Linked DNA regions of Macaca mulatta: region 1 is linked to region 2. A link is a contact called in public Hi-C data. All regions are on one chromosome and are shown on one strand. Each heading gives the region's core, a stretch centred on a gene start, on an enhancer-like site or on the middle of the called end of the contact. The rest is flanking DNA. Distances are from core to core; before and after follow the strand shown. Region 1 holds the start of CD247 (CD247 molecule). Region 2 overlaps POU2F1 (POU class 2 homeobox 1).

Region 1 (7,795 bases), core at 4,583-7,082, 120 kb after region 2:
TGGGAAAATGATATTCTATTTTGCAGATTGGGAAACCGAGACACATATGCTAATGGTTCTGGCTTTCCAAGTGCCTTTAGTGTTTAGGCACTTCCGAATCAGATCTCCGCTCCACAGTCCCCTGCGTGAGGAGGCACCATTGCCGCCATCTCACAGAGGAAGAACCGGGTTCTGAGGTGGGGAGGGGAAGGCTGCACAGGACTTCTGGCTCCAGAGCCTCCTCTCCCTCCACCATAGTGCCTGCTCCAGAGAAGACACAAAGGCTTGGAGATGGTCACAGAGAGTTAGAGACACATTTTCTTTCCTTGATGGGATTGTTTTCAAGAGAAGTCTAGCGTATCCCGCAAAATGCTGTTTTACTTTAACCTATTCTTTCAATTGTCATTCCTGGATTTGCCCAAGAAAGTAACAAAAGCTACATATGTAAAGATTTTCTTGTAGGATTAGCTAAAATAACAAAAATTAGAAATAGTCCAAATGTACAACAATAAGGAAATAGTAAAGAAAATACGATGCATGGGTGTTATGGAAGCTTACATAGGAATTAAAAACAATCACAAAGGCTAAACATGAAAACAATGCTTACAATAAAATAGTAAGAAAAAAAGCACTTGAAACTTTTTTATGATAACTATAAAAAGATATGTACGCACTTGTAAAAAATGTTGGATTGAATATAAAGAAGTGAGAATGCAATATTATTGGGCTGGCTTGTTAGGAATTTTGAAAAAAATTTAACTTCTTTCAGTGATTTTTATATCTTTATTAAAATATTTCAAACTAAGAGAAGAGAAAAATGTTGGCTACCTGAAATATTTATTTAGTAACCTGGATCAAACCAGACTAATAGTAAGTATCTTGCTTTTTCTTTCTATATTTTGAGGAAACTGGGTGATTGGATTGGATACTGCGATTTATACTATAATCCAGTCTTTTTCTACTTGATGCCTTTCATTAGTTTATTCTTAGTTCATTAGTTAACAATCTCCAACAGCGTTAGCCTCGTTTATTTTCTGCTTTTCTCCGGTGTTAAAGCCTAATCAGAAAAAAATGAGCACATTTCTTTATTTTTAGTTATAATGTTAGTTGAATCATATGAAATTATCCTTTTTGTAGATCTGAAATAAACAAATAGTGGAAATTTCATATGGTCCAACCAGAAAATTTTAATAACGGCAGGGTTTTATCTTAAACCATCCTTGCAACTCATCTCAAATAATTCTAATCACTCAAACTGCCCTGTCCCCTCCACCTGTTTAATTTCTGGTTTTTGTTTTGTTTTTAAAATACATTGTTTAATACTACATTCTCTAGAGGAAAGGTCCAAATAATGCCAATTCAATATACCTGCCAAATAAACTATTAAAGTTAATTTAATCATATGAAAGCATGTAGATCTCCTTCATTCACTCACCTTTTAATTCGTTTGACAATTCTTATTTTATTTTATTTATTTTTTTGAGATGGAATCTTGCTTTGTCGCCCGGGCTGGAGTGCAGTGGTGCGATCTCGGCTCACTGCAACCTCCGCCTCCCAGGTTCAAGCGATTCTGCTGCTTTAGCCTTCCAAGTAGTTGGGACTACAGGCATGCACCACCACGCCCAGTTAATTTTTTGCATTTTTTTAGTGGAGATAGGGTTTCACCACGTTGGCCAGGCTGGTCTCAAATTCCTGACCTCAGGTGGTCCACCTGCCTCGGCCTCCCAATGTGCATTCAACAATTCTTATTGGTACTTATTGCGCATTGACTCCGCTCCAGGTACCATGCTAAGTGCTGGGTAGAGCTTATCGCGCATGGACTCCGCTCCAGGCACCATGCTAAGTGCTGGGTAGAGCTGTGAGTGTGACAGGGACGTCTTTGTTTTCAGGGAACTTAAAGTTGTTTTTTAGACCGGAAGACATACTATGTACATGCACTGACTAAAGTGATCATTTTGTTTCGCCTAACAGGTCAAATGACCGGTTTAATTTTTTTTTTTTTTTAAACCAAATTGAATGTTTGTTCAAAGTGACTAACACCATCACTTCAGTGTTAAAATTAGCCTTGGCCAAAGCAGAGCTAAGAAATTTATTTTGAACTATTTCCGGTATTTATTAAATCAATTATCTGACCTCTGTAAGGTCCTAAGCCTTAGTTAAATAAGGCTTGGGAGAAAGGATTCCCAAAGTGCATGTTTGGACAACTCTAATCTAAGAGACTTCCCTCAGGGCATCTGGACCCTTCCAAACAAAGCAAACACACAATGCTGGGTCACTTTTGACTGGAAAAGTGTATATCCAATAACAATTAAATGCATTTTTTTAAAGAACAAAAGCAAAAATACGAAGAATTTAAAATTAAGTAGAGCAGTGGTTATTCACCTAAGCCAGAGCTCCCCAGGACTGCTTCTGGGGGATGCTTAGCAGCAGCAGATGTGATCTCTAGGCTAGTAAGCCTGAGAAACGCTAAAATCAAAAAATGAAATAGCTCATTTGGATGAGCAGAGCTAGGCAATTGGAGGGTGAAACAATCTGATGGTGAAAATGCCATTGATGAAAAATGTGTACTGGTATCACTTAACAACTTGCCTGACATTCACCTCCCAGCAATGTCAGCAAAGATTTAGTGTTCAAGAAGTTTGCATTTAGATACTTGTTTTGCTGTGCACCCGCAATAGCCCTTTGGCTTCAGAATCTAGGTGGCTACCCCGACCAGTGATGACTGGGTGGATTTTGTTTCTAATTCCTTTCAAAGTGATACTTTGAAAAACTTTTGTCTATTAGCCTTATCTAAGATAGATAAAATGTCAGTCTCCAGAGAGGCAAAGTAAGTGGCACTGAGAAGTAAAAAAATCCAGCCAATTCCCCTGCCCCTTATTTGTGGAAATGAGGCACGGCCCCCATCTTGTATATATTTTTTCAGACATGTTTTTACTTCGGGAGAATATTCCCCTACAGAGTAAGTATCTTTAAAAAATGAAAATGGTAGATGTAACAGTCATCCTATGACCAGCCAGAGCTTTGCTCCTTGTTCACCATCGGGCCTACCCCTGGGATCATTGTTATGTTTCTGTGCTGGTATGGGTGTGCCCAGAAATCAGAAGAGGGATGAGTTGGATTGCAACAGATGGAGAAAATGCCCACTGTTGCTTTACAACACATTGAAAGCAAATTAAGAATTCCAGCCGTGGGTTTCCATCGCCTGTTTCTGGGTTTTGAGAACAAGAAGACAGTCCAAGATGTAATAATAGTAATAGTAAACACAATTTTTACTTATTGGCTGTCTACTATGTATTGGACACATTACATTACTTCTCATTGTCACATCTCTGCAAAGAAGGTATTATAATTCTTTCTTTAGAGGTGAGAAAACTGAGGCCCAGAGAGGTTAAGTCACTTGCCTAAGGTTGCACAGCTAGGAAGCGGCAGCGCTGGGACAGCACCTGAGATTAGCCTGGCTCTTTCCACCACGTCCAGCCACCTTCCTAAAAGCAGAGCTGCTCACAAGCCTGGAAGCCTTGCGTTTCCCAAGGCTGCATGTCAGAGCTGCATCTCCTCACTGATAAAAGACAAAGACCACACTGACCGCCGGGTGCATTCTTGGCTACTGCAGAGTAGGGAGTTAGAGGCACTAGGGGCTCTGCAGGCACAAGTGTGCCCGTGCCAGCAGGCACGCCATCATAGGTTCTTCTGGCCTCAAGCCCTGGTGACCATCTTGGTAGAATCTCTCTTAGGGAGGCCTCCTCATGTGGACAGACCAGGTCATCATTTGCTTTGATCCTAATGATCTGGTCATTTCCAAAGAAATGCAAATGCAACAGCTTAGTAAAAAGTAGACATTTTAAAAGGGACGTATGCAATGGGTCACGTAACTGAGCAAGAAGAGAGAGAAGACCTGACTGAAATGCTATAAGCAGCCTTTCCGCTCATAGAAGACTGTGGAGGTGTCCCCTCAGGCAGCACAAGCACCACCGCAGCCCTCGGTGTTGAGGCCTCTCTGAGTCACGCCTTGTCTTACTGTACCTGTTGTCTGGGCTATTATACTTTGAAAAACTTTTGTCTATTAGCCTTATCTAAAATAGCTAAAATGTCAGTCTCCACAGAGGCAAAGTAAGTGGCACTGAGAAGCAAAAAATCCAGCCAATGTGCAGTTTTCTCCTCCTGCCCCCTATTTGTGGAAATGGGGCACGGCCCCCATCTTGTCTACTGGGTGGGGTTCTGTTTACGACGCTTGGCAGCCACATCCACCCAGCAGCCTTTCATTTTTCTAACTTCACTTTGCCTGTACCTTGGTCTCTCCAAGCTGAACACAAATGGACCAGTAAGGAAACTGCAGGTAAAGACCCTGAAAGGTTACATGATCTCCCTGGTGGGGTGTCCCAAGCCTGAAGCTCAGAGGCTGGAGCTATTGCCCCTGGCTGTCTCCTCTGCAGTCACTAAATTCCAGCTGTTCTGCGTCCCCTTGTCCCCAGCACATAAGGATGGGCTGCTCTGAGCAAGCTCAGGCACGTACACTCTGCCACACTGTGTGTGTGACTCAGACCCCACAAGCCTCTTCTGAGAAAACAGCTGTGATCTGACAGAAACCCCTGCAGCTGCACAGGCCTCAGAATCCCCCAGGCGCTGGTCCGGGCTGTGACCTGCTCCCTGATGGGAGCAGAAGTGCCCATGGCCTCTCCCGCCCTCCCAACAGGGCCCCTACACAAACTCCCACACCAAGGTGAGCTGCCAGGAGCCGTCAGGTGGGCCGAGGACACTTGCTTGCTCCACCTTCCCTGTTTCTTTAGATTGAAATTCAGCCTGCCCCGCTTCTCAGGAAGATGCCACGAGGCCAATCCCCCTGAGCAGTTTGTCTTGTCCTCTTTTCACTGGTTTTCTTCCTCATTACCTGGGCTAGAAAACATGGTGGAAGCTAAAGGCTTGCAGCAAAGCTCCCACGAACGGGAATGAGGTGAGGAGCGAGCGCTCTTGTTGGCTGGGCCCTGCTCGTGGTGGTGACTTAACCAGGCACATCCTCTCATCTGCCCCATGTTCTGTCAATGCCTGGCCCTCTGGCTGGGCTAGATGGCCGCCTAAGGGGCGGGTTGGGGTGAGTCACGGAGCCCAGGACGGTGAGTCATCTGGCAGCCCCAGGCGGTGGGGTGTGGGGACAGCCATGACAGGGTTGAGCCTAGACACGGACCCTTGGCCATGAGGTGGCGAAGGCACCATGGAGGCTGCCACCCGGTGCTTCCTGCCCGTGCCCCTTTCCTCCTTAGTTACCCCCACTTACTCCCGGGCCCGTTGGGGTGTTTGAGGCCATGGCCTTGACTGACCAATGAAATCTTCTTTGTTGGCAAAGGAAGAAAAAAAGGGGCTGAGTGACGGAGCCAGCCAAAGGGTGAAAGAAGGCGAAGAGACTAGAACGTCGCAGCACGAAACACGGCCTGGCTGACATTTTCTGATCCTGTCCAGGTTCTGTGAAACACTCGCTCTCCGTTTCTCCACCCTGGGCCTGCCTCGTTTGCTCTCTTGTTTCCTTCTTCCTTCCTCTCTTATCACTGGAAAAATCTGTACCCGGAGGAGCTGTGTTTTCTAGCAGCTGGCTCTGAACTGATGCCCAGCTCGGCTGTGACGGAGCCGATGCCAGCACCGGGCCAAACCCCTCACTGCTCACTTGCCCATTGATTTGAGGAGGGCAGGATTCGAAGGAGACCCCAGCCCCTCACCACCCTCCACTACCCACGCCCACCCCGCCCCCCTCCACATACACAAAGAGTTTCTAGAAGTTCCCTGCAGTGGACACATGGGCCCTACCTGTAATTGGGAACTGTGCCTGCAGGATGGCTGCGGTGACAAGCTCCTTCCACTTCATCTTGTCCTTTCCCTCAGAAAGAGGTTGGGAGGCAGAGGCTGAGGCAGCGGTGGCCGGGAGGATGAGGAGAAAAGGAGTCTCTGCTAGTTTTATTCTACTGCTACCTCCCCAGGAAGTGGAGGACTGCGGGGCCTTTGAGAAGCACCTGCCGACAGGCCAAGAAACTCACACTCCCCCTTTCGGTTCACAGGCAGGAAGCCCCGGAGGTCTGAGGGTTTGGGGTGTGTGTATGTATCTGTCTGTCTGAATTTTGCTTTTTCTCTCATTTGACCGTTGTTTTAATGTTCTTTTTTTAAAAAAAATAATTCTTGGCCAAGCGCGGTGGCTCACGCCTGTAATCCTAGCACTTTGGGAGGCCGAGGTGGGTGGATCACGAGGTCAGAAGATTGAGACCATCCTGGCTAACACGGTGAAACCCCATCTCCACTAAAAATACAAAAAATTAGCCAGGCGTGGTGGTGGGCACCTGTAGTCCCAGCCACTGGGGAGGCTGAGGCAGGAGAATGGCGTGAACCTGGTAAGTGGAGTTTGCAGTAAGCCAAGATCGCGCCACTGCACTCCAGCCTGGGCGACAGAGCAAAACTCCATCTCAGAAAAAAAGATTTAAAAAAAAATTAAAAAATAATTCTTATCTAATTCCTATCTTGATTGGTAAAGTCCACCTCCAGGCAAATACAAGTTCTTGATGGATATAAGAACATTTGCCGTTTTCCTAGACTCTCAAATATTTTATGGTGGCTGGTAAAATGACAGCCCTGGATTCAGAGTCAGGACAAATGTAGAGATAGATTCCTGGGGCTTTAGTGACATCTCTACCTACCACCTACTTGCTGTGTGGCCTGGAGTCAGTCACTCAACATCTCTAGACTTCAGCTTCCTTATCTATAAAGCAAAGAGCTGGAGTAGATCTGAGGTTGCAGATCTGAACTTAGCCTGAATTTGGATCATAGAATAGTTTGAAATACTATAGCTCACATAGTATTTTAAACACTTGTGTTAGTTGCCAACATTTAAACATCAGAGTAATTTACAATAATAAAACATTATAACCTAGACATGAACTTCGTCTAAAAGTTGTAATATATCTATATAAAACAAATGTTAAAACATGGCTGAAGAACACCAAGAGGACTTGGGTAAATGGAAAGGCATACCCTTCTTTGATAGGAAGCTCTCTTTTAAGGAGACCACACTTCTCCCTTAATTAATCAATCTATTTCATTGAAAATACCAACAAAAAATTTTAGGACAAGATAAGCTGATTCCAAAATTGATATGAAAAATTAATGTACAAGAATAGCCAAGACTCCAAAGTCACAGCAATTCAATATAAAATTAATACATTGGACTTCATCAAAATTAAAAGCTTTTGTGCATCAAAGGACACTATGAAGAAAATGAGTCCTACAGATCACTGCATACCTCTAAGTGATGGAAACAGCATTCCTGTCGTCAGACTTGGTACCTACTCAGAGCCTAAATTGACCCCTAAGGGAGCCAATGACTTACTCAAGGCCACACAGCAAATAGGTGGTAGGTAGAGATGTCACTAAAGCCCAAGTAGTCTGTCTCTACATTTAGTCTGAGTCTTCATCAGTGAAGGTTGTCATTGACCTGGGGTGCTGACGCACTGATGAAGCCTACATCTACCAAAATGAAGTTGGGGAGGCTATCAGGGGGAAATAGCAGAAGGAAAGGTGCAGAGGAAGGATATCTTCTACTGTGGAAAGCTGTGGGCTACAAATCATGACCCAGAGCTGGTCTGCCCAAGCCTAGAGAGGATGCTCAAGGTTCTCCAGCTAGATTGTGTGGATCTTTACATCATTGAAATACCCACGGTCCGTAAGCCAGGAGATGAAGTCTACCCTATACGTGAGAATGGCAAATGGTTATATCACAAGTCAAATCTGTGTGCCACTTGGGAGACTTCGGAAGCTTGCAAAGATGCTGGCTTGGTGAAAT
Region 2 (7,582 bases), core at 4,785-7,284:
GCAGAGGAAGCACATGAGCGTTCCCCCTCAGAGTGGGGGAGAAACACTGAAGTGAGGGAAACCATAGGGTGTATCAGGAGACACTCTAGTAGATTGGTTGGTTAAATTGTAGTGTCTGTATGCCTGGAATAGTAGTTTGGGATTGGAACACTAGAGACCTTGAGTGTTAGGCTATGGAGCTTAAATTAATGCAAGAGATATTTGGCAATTATTTTTTTTTTAACCAGGTAATATCATAACAAAGCTTTTAAGAAAATTTTGACTTCTCTAATTCAGAAAAGACTTGAGCACATTGGGAGAACACTGAATTAGGAATTTTTATCAGCTCTGCCCCTGATTGGGCAAATCACATGATTTCTTTAAGCTGAAGGTCCTTCATCTGTGAAACACCTGCCTTTCCTACTGTGAGGTCCAAATTAGATAGCGTGAAGTGTGGAGAAAGGTTAAATTCCTGCTAATACATATGGTTGTACTGGTATTTTGTTAATTTCATTCACAATTAATAGATCTTAAAAATGAAAAACTATAGATATTCAAGGATAACTTATTCTGAGTTAATATGAATAAGTTTAGTAGGTGTATGTTCATTAGAACTTCTATCTATAGAATCTGTTTGTTGAAAGTGGCCCAATATGGATGGTTGTATGTGTCCCAGCTTCATTTTCTAACCTGTCCCTCCTCATTTTTTATTTATATACTGATGTGATTATGCCAGTAGTTCAAAAAGTTATTCCAAAGGATAGTTATTCCAAAGGATTTTTTCACCCTGCAGAATCAAAAGCCTACCTCGGAAGAGATCACTATGATTGCTGATCAGCTCAATATGGAAAAAGAGGTGATTCGTGTTTGGTTCTGTAACCGCCGCCAGAAAGAAAAAAGAATAAACCCACCAAGCAGTGGTGGGACCAGCAGCTCACCTATCAAAGCAATTTTCCCCAGCCCAACTTCACTGGTAAGAATGAAAAAATGCAAGCTCAAGGGCTAATTTTCACAATTTCACAAATGACCTGTTAAATCAGTTTATTTCATAATAGTAATTTAATGAATAAATACATCAAGTAAATGCATATAAATGTATATTTTAGACATTATCAAGGTAATGAAATTCTCATGCTTGCATGCACGCTCTCTCTCTCTCTGCTGAGGTCACTGGTCTTGAGGTGCCCCTGCATGGAGGGTGAAATCTCATGTTGTTATTAACCCAAGAACTTCTTGGTCTATCTTATTTTTTATTTATTTTTCTATTTATTTTATTGTATTGTATTGTATTGAGACAGAGTCTCACTCCATCACCCAGGCTGGAGTACAATGGTACGATCTCGGCTCACTGCCACCTCCGCCTCCTGGGTTCAAGTGATTCTTGTACCTCAGCCTCCCGAGTAACTGGGATTACAGATGTACCCCACAGATGTACCACCATTCCCGGCTAATTTTTTGTACTTTTGATAGAAGCAGGGTTTCACCATGTTGGCCAGGCTGGTCTTGTACTCCAGACCTCAAGTGATCCACCGCCTCGGCCTCGGCCTCGGCCTCCCAAAGTGCTGGGATTACAGGTGTGAGCTACCGTTCCCAGTCTTTTTTTTTTTTTTTTTTTTTTGAGACAGAGTTTCACTCTTGTTGTCCAGGCTGGAGTGCAATGGTACGATCTCAATTCACTGCAACCTCTGCCTCCTGAGTTCAAAAGATTCTCCTGCCTCAGCCTCCCAAAGTAGCTGGGATTACAGGCACCCGCCACAAGGCCCAGCTAATTTTTTTGTATTTTTAGTTGAGACCGGGGTTTCACCATGTTCTCCAGGCTGGTCTTAAACTCCTGACCTCAGATGATCCACCTGCCTCAGCCTCCCAAAGTGCTGGGATTACAGGTGTGAACCACCGCGCCCAGCCCACCTATCTTATTTTTTAAAGTATACAATTCTAATTCTTTCATTGCATTTCCATCATACTCTTCTCAGGTATAGTTCATTAGATTACTGTGTAACCATGGGAGTAAATTTGCTACTGATTCCAGCTATCTCAGAAAATCTTTACTTTTTATTCGTGTTGAGTCCTAAAGCCCAATTTATTAAACTTACACTCACATGATTAAGTGACGGCAAATTACCAGATAACTTTCAGCTCTGAACTTGTATTAAGACAATCATCTCAGATCTTTTACTTTCAAACAACATATGATCCTTTTCTATGAAGCCTCATTGAGTAACTTCTGCTGTTTGCATTACTCCTAGACTGAAGAGACATACAGTGGTCGTGTGACTCCCTTGATTTTTAAGATGATTATAAATTTGACTTCTACATTGTCAGGATTCAAAAGATGGGAATATTGTTAAGTTTGCATTTCTGTTCTTTTTAAATTTGGTTTTATTTTATTTGAATGTCATTCCATACTGGCAGGCTTTTTAAACTAAAGTCAGCATTAAAAGCACATGTTAGTTTATTGAAGGTTGTAGTTGTTAAATGGTGGGTCTGTAGTCATAAAGTTATGAGATAGTTATGAAAAAGATAATTATTAAACAATTTTGTTTTGTAAAGGTGATGTTTATGTTGATTTGTGCTAGAAGAAAGACAGTATCTCTTGCAAAACTAGAATTTTTTGTTATTTCTAAACGAATCAGTTTTTTAAAAAGTTTGCTTCACATTATTTTCATAATTTTATTTTATTAAAACCAAACATAAGGCAATACTGCCCCCCCACAGGGTCAAAAGTAAAAATAACACGTACCCCAGATTCCCTGATCCTGTCAAATAGTTTTCTTATTTAAGTAAAGTTGATAATTAGTATAATGTTTCTTACCGACTTAGAGTATATCTGTCTCAACACTATTGAAATTTAGGAACTTTTTATTATTTATTTTTAAAACCCGGGCAGAGCTATTTGTGGTATCAGTGAACAACTATCTTCCAATAGCAGTTTTCCAACATAGGATGTTAAGTGTCTCAATTCCAAGATCAAAGAGTGACTATAAAATCATTTCCTCTTTAAGTTTTGATTTTAAGTGCTTTGTCCATGTTTTCATTTCTGACCTCAAGGTGGCGACCACACCAAGCCTTGTGACTAGCAGTGCAGCAACTACCCTCACAGTCAGCCCTGTCCTCCCCCTGACCAGTGCTGCTGTGACAAATCTTTCAGTTACAGGTAAGCAGCTGCCACGCAACGCACCTGCTGAGCACATTGGAGGCCCATGATGGGTTATTATAAGAATCTGCCATTAAATTGTGAATTAAGGCTCTAACTAAAGATAGGTGTTGCTCATAAACATCAATTTTCTTTAATTCCTTTCCTTAAAAACCTTCAATAGCTGTGCCTTTTTGCATTCAGAAAAACATGCAAGTTTGTCAATTCAGGAAGGTTATTTCCGGTCTGAACCTGATCTCCCACTCGTCTTTTGCCTCCCCTACCCTCAACACACAGGAGGGCTCCATCCATACCTTTGTAAACATCCCTACACTGGAAATGTCCATCTTAGCCTGCAGTTCTTGATCTGTTATTGATAAAACTATACCAGCTTGTATGTCAGTTTTTCTTGGAAATATTCTTTAGCTTATCCAGGAAATTATTCATTTCCACGTATCTGTATTATAAATAATTTTATTTTCACACACCTGTCTTTCCCAATAGACTGCACTTCTCAAAAGATTTGAGTGTTCTTTTTGAACTCTTGATGCCTAGCTCAGTGTGTGACATACTCTGTAAAATGAATGGGTTTTTTTTTTCCCTTTGGCCTCCTTTCAGTAGCAAATTTTCCAGATAAATTTAAAATCACTTAGCACTGTCATCAGATGTTTTTTTAGTGATACATAGTGCATAACATGCTATAATTATTCACCAGGTTGGTTATTTGCTAGTAAATCATTGGGTAGATTAATGATATTTCTTATTGAAGCTTAATTTAACCTAGAGGTGGGAATTTTTATTTTTCTCACTTATGTTTTAAATTTATAATGCCTCCTTGGCTCTGTGACCTACCCATGATGTAAAAATTGAATAAATGGCTTTATATTATATTAAATTTCTACATTATTAGAACATTTTTATTTTTTTCTGCATCCAGTCATCCATTAATTTTTGCTTATGTTAAACAGTGTTTCTTGACCTCTTCTGGATGTTGGACCTTTTTAAGAATTTGAAAGCTACAGACTTTTCCTCACACAAAATAGACATATACACAATTTTTAGTAAAATTTAAAGTTTATAAATGACAACTCCCATCAACCTCCGATCCCAAGGCTATTTGTGGATACCTACAGGTTCCAGTTTTAAGAACCTTGGTTCAAGAATATATTTAAGAACCCTGGTTAAAAATATATAAAATATGGAGCACTTTTACTTAATAAGCAAACTGTTAGTGATTGATTGGCATTGTGGCAGGCACCAAGAACATGAAGTCCCATCTCTGAGGACCTTGTTGTCCAAATTGACTGCCAGTCACCCGGTAAATTATGAACTGAATCTTACCTTCCCAACAAGTTATGTTGCTTTAGGTCTAAAAACACCTGTCTTTTACAGAAAATTTTTTTAATAGTTTACACATTAAGAACAAATAGCTTTGCAGTTTTCTTAAAATATGGGGAAAATCAAAGTAATTTTAGAGAGATTTTAATACTCAAAACTAGCTAAAAATTTGCATCAGTTTTTGATACTTCTTACCGGCCACATTTTCGTGAACTCACTCACTCAGCCTATTTATGTGGATCTAATTGTGATTTTTTTTCTGACATGTTGATAATTTTTCCTGGAATGAATTTTTTTTTTATTATTAAGAAACAACATTACTAGGAAATTGAAACAGGAAAAACAATCACAAGTACTATGTTTATTTTCTCTTTAAATCTTTTTTATATGTACATGTATGTACAGTTTCAGTAGTATTTGTACAGTATAGTATTTGATTGCAGCCTTATGAAACTCTAAGCAGAGGACTCAGGCTCTGCCTGCACACCTGACCCACAAAACCTATGAGATGATAAATTGTGTTGATGTAAGCTGCTGAATTTGTGTCATTGCTCCTTGAAAGAGAAGAAGAGTCAGTGTCAAGTGAATTTTCTTTTCTTACTCTTTTATCAGCCATTGCTCAAAACCATGCCCCCTTTTAATTTCTTTTTCCTCTTTGGACTATAACTTTCTTGTACAGCCTCTTTTCCTCTGATATTTTTATACTGCCTTCTTTTCTCTGTTGAGAAAAGTAGCATGTGTCTTTATCATGTTCTTTATTAAAGATAGCCAGTGTCTTAATCATACAACTTATCTAATGCAGTCTGCTTTCTTCCTGAAGACTTTCTTCTTGGGATTTCTATGATTGCTTATTTTAAATTGTTTTCCTGAGTTAAATCCAATGTTTCTCAGATCCCCTGTCTTCCTCTTTGATTCCTTTTTGTCTGGAGCACGTTCTCAAGTAATTTTATGTAGAAAGGTTACATGGGAGGTAAAATTTCAAAATACAGGTATAACTGAGAAGTATTTATTTTGCCTTCACAGTTTTTTTTTTTTTTTTTTGGAGTTTGTCCAGTTACAAAAGTATTTTTCCTTTGAATTTTGTTGTGTTTTAGCATCTAGTGTTGCTAATGAAAAGTCTGATTTCAATCTCTTTTTCCTTGTTTTTTCTCTCTATAAACCTTAAGGATTTTTTTTTTTTTTAATCTTATACTGTTCTAAAATTTCACTACAAGATTTCAAAGAAGGGACCTTTTAAAACTTGCCCTCATTGGCCTTCAGCAAGCATTTTCAATGTGAACTAATGTCTTTCTTGAACTCTGGTAATTTATCTTTTTTTGTAAGTTAGAGTTTTTTGGCATTCACTCTGTTTATTCATTTTGTGCCATTTGTAATGTGCTGTTGGCTTTTTTCATTGTCTGGTGATTTTTGGTTATTTATTCATAGTGATGAATGCAAGATTACATTACTTAATATCAGTAGCTTGCAAGGGTGTTTCCTGACATTGTGTAGCTTCTGTTACTCAAGAGTCCCCTGCCCTGAATGGAAGGGTTTGCAGTGAGCTGTGAATGTGGATAAAAAACTGCCAGACTTTATTTCAGCATATAAACAGGAAGCACGCAGGCAAGCGAGGCTTTCTCTCATACTTTTCCAAAATGAGGGGTATCTTTACTCATGCGTGCAAGTGCCTACACTAGAATCCTTAGCGTTCCATAGTCAGATTTTATTTTCTTTGAAGAGTAGGTGACATTGGTTCTGTTCATCTGAGAGGTCTGGTAGAAGGAGGGAAAGACCCACTGTGAGAGCTATCATGTGAATAGTCCTTGAATCACCCTGTTCTCTGACCCTGTTTCCATCTACCTCAGAATCTGACAAATAACTCTGAGCTGGGACTCTCTGTAAGGCTCCATCAGAGTGAATAATTTTCTCCTCTATCATAGTCTTCTCCTTTGCCCTTCTGGACTATGGTTGATTTCTCCACCATCCAGCTTCATCCTTTTTCTCATTTCTGCAAATCTGTCTGAATCTCAAAACCTCTGATATCTGTCACCAGAGCTCTTTTTCCCTTTTGTATCTCTTTATTATTATTTGGAATAGGATTTTAGAAATGAAAGGAAAAACCATATCCTCAGTACTATCTTCTAAGAAAAATCATGTTTGATTGATGTGGTCGTCTTATTTTCCCATAGGTACCTTTGACACATAATAGGTCCTTGGTAAACATTCTAAAATAGACGCAAGAGTGATCATTGCCATACTCCTCCAGAAAGACAAGTGTTCCATTGTGTCTCAAAAACTTGTAAAAATTCCACAGCCCTTAATAATCTCAACCAAACATGCCCTGCCCCCAATTCATTTTCCAAAACATTTTTCATAATGACAAAATTGTTCATTCCTCAGGAAGATATAGCAACTATAATTATATAGCCACCTAACAACAAAGGCCCAAGATACAGTAAACAAAAAGGAATAAAATTCAAAGAAGAAACAGACAATTCAACAATAATAGTTTCAGACATATTATTTATTTGAGCCATGTTTAAAAAAAAAAAATTTCAGGCCATGTGCAGTGGCTTATGCTTATAAAACCCAGCACTTTGGTAGGCCAGGGTGGAAGGATCGCTTGAGTCCAGGAGTTCAAAACCTGCCTGGGCAACATAGTAAGACCTTGTCTCTACAAAAAAAAAAAAAAAAAAAAAAAAAAAAAGAACAAAATTAGGCAGGTGTGGTGGCACATGCCTGTAGTCCTAGCTACTCGGGAGGCTGAGGCGGGACGGTCACTTGAGTCTGGGAAGTTGAGGCTGCAATAAGCTGAAATTGTACCACTGCACTCCAGCCTGAGAACAGAGCAAGACCCTGTTTGTTTAAAAAAAAAAAAAAAAAAAAAAAGTCGTGAAGGATATACAAGATTTGAGCACTATCAACCAACTTGTTCTAACTGCCATCTGCAGGACACTTGGTCCAGCAACAGCAGAAAACACATCCTTTTCATGTACACATGGAACATCCATCTCCCAGGATACTTTTAGCCATAAAACAAGTTTCAGTAAATTAAAAAGGATTAAAATCATACAAAGTGTGTTGTCTGATGACAACTGAGATAAACTAGAAATTAACAATAGAAATAAATTTGGGAAGTCCCCATGTATTTGG

Evidence for each region. A called contact is a pair of places that touch in the nucleus more often than the background predicts.
Region 1: a contact with region 2 is called in a Hi-C map of CD4 T cells, with 3 times the contacts expected there. The contact joins the promoter of CD247 here to the enhancer-like site in region 2. A contact is called at or near these places in 5 of 14 Hi-C or Micro-C datasets (CD4 T cells, blood, fetal cortex germinal zone and 2 more).

The regions. Positions count from the first base shown.
Region 1 is chr1:25,059,609-25,067,403 of T2T-MMU8v2.0, forward strand. It overlaps CD247 (CD247 molecule), which reads right to left and starts at 5,833. Exons shown (of 8, transcript NM_001077423.1): 1 at 5,776-5,833. The coding sequence starts at 5,833. It also overlaps the pseudogene LOC100424286.
Region 2 is chr1:24,942,822-24,950,403 of T2T-MMU8v2.0, forward strand. POU2F1 (POU class 2 homeobox 1) reads left to right here. Exons shown (of 16, transcript XM_001088884.5): 12 at 773-952; 13 at 3,028-3,133. Among named protein-coding and RNA genes, the nearest start is that of CD247, 120 kb to the right of the region's middle. Within about 2 kb of position 6,035, at least 1 of the 40 cell types and tissues checked has an H3K27ac peak or open chromatin away from gene starts, as enhancers often do. A contact at or near this core is called in CD4 T cells, where this site is marked.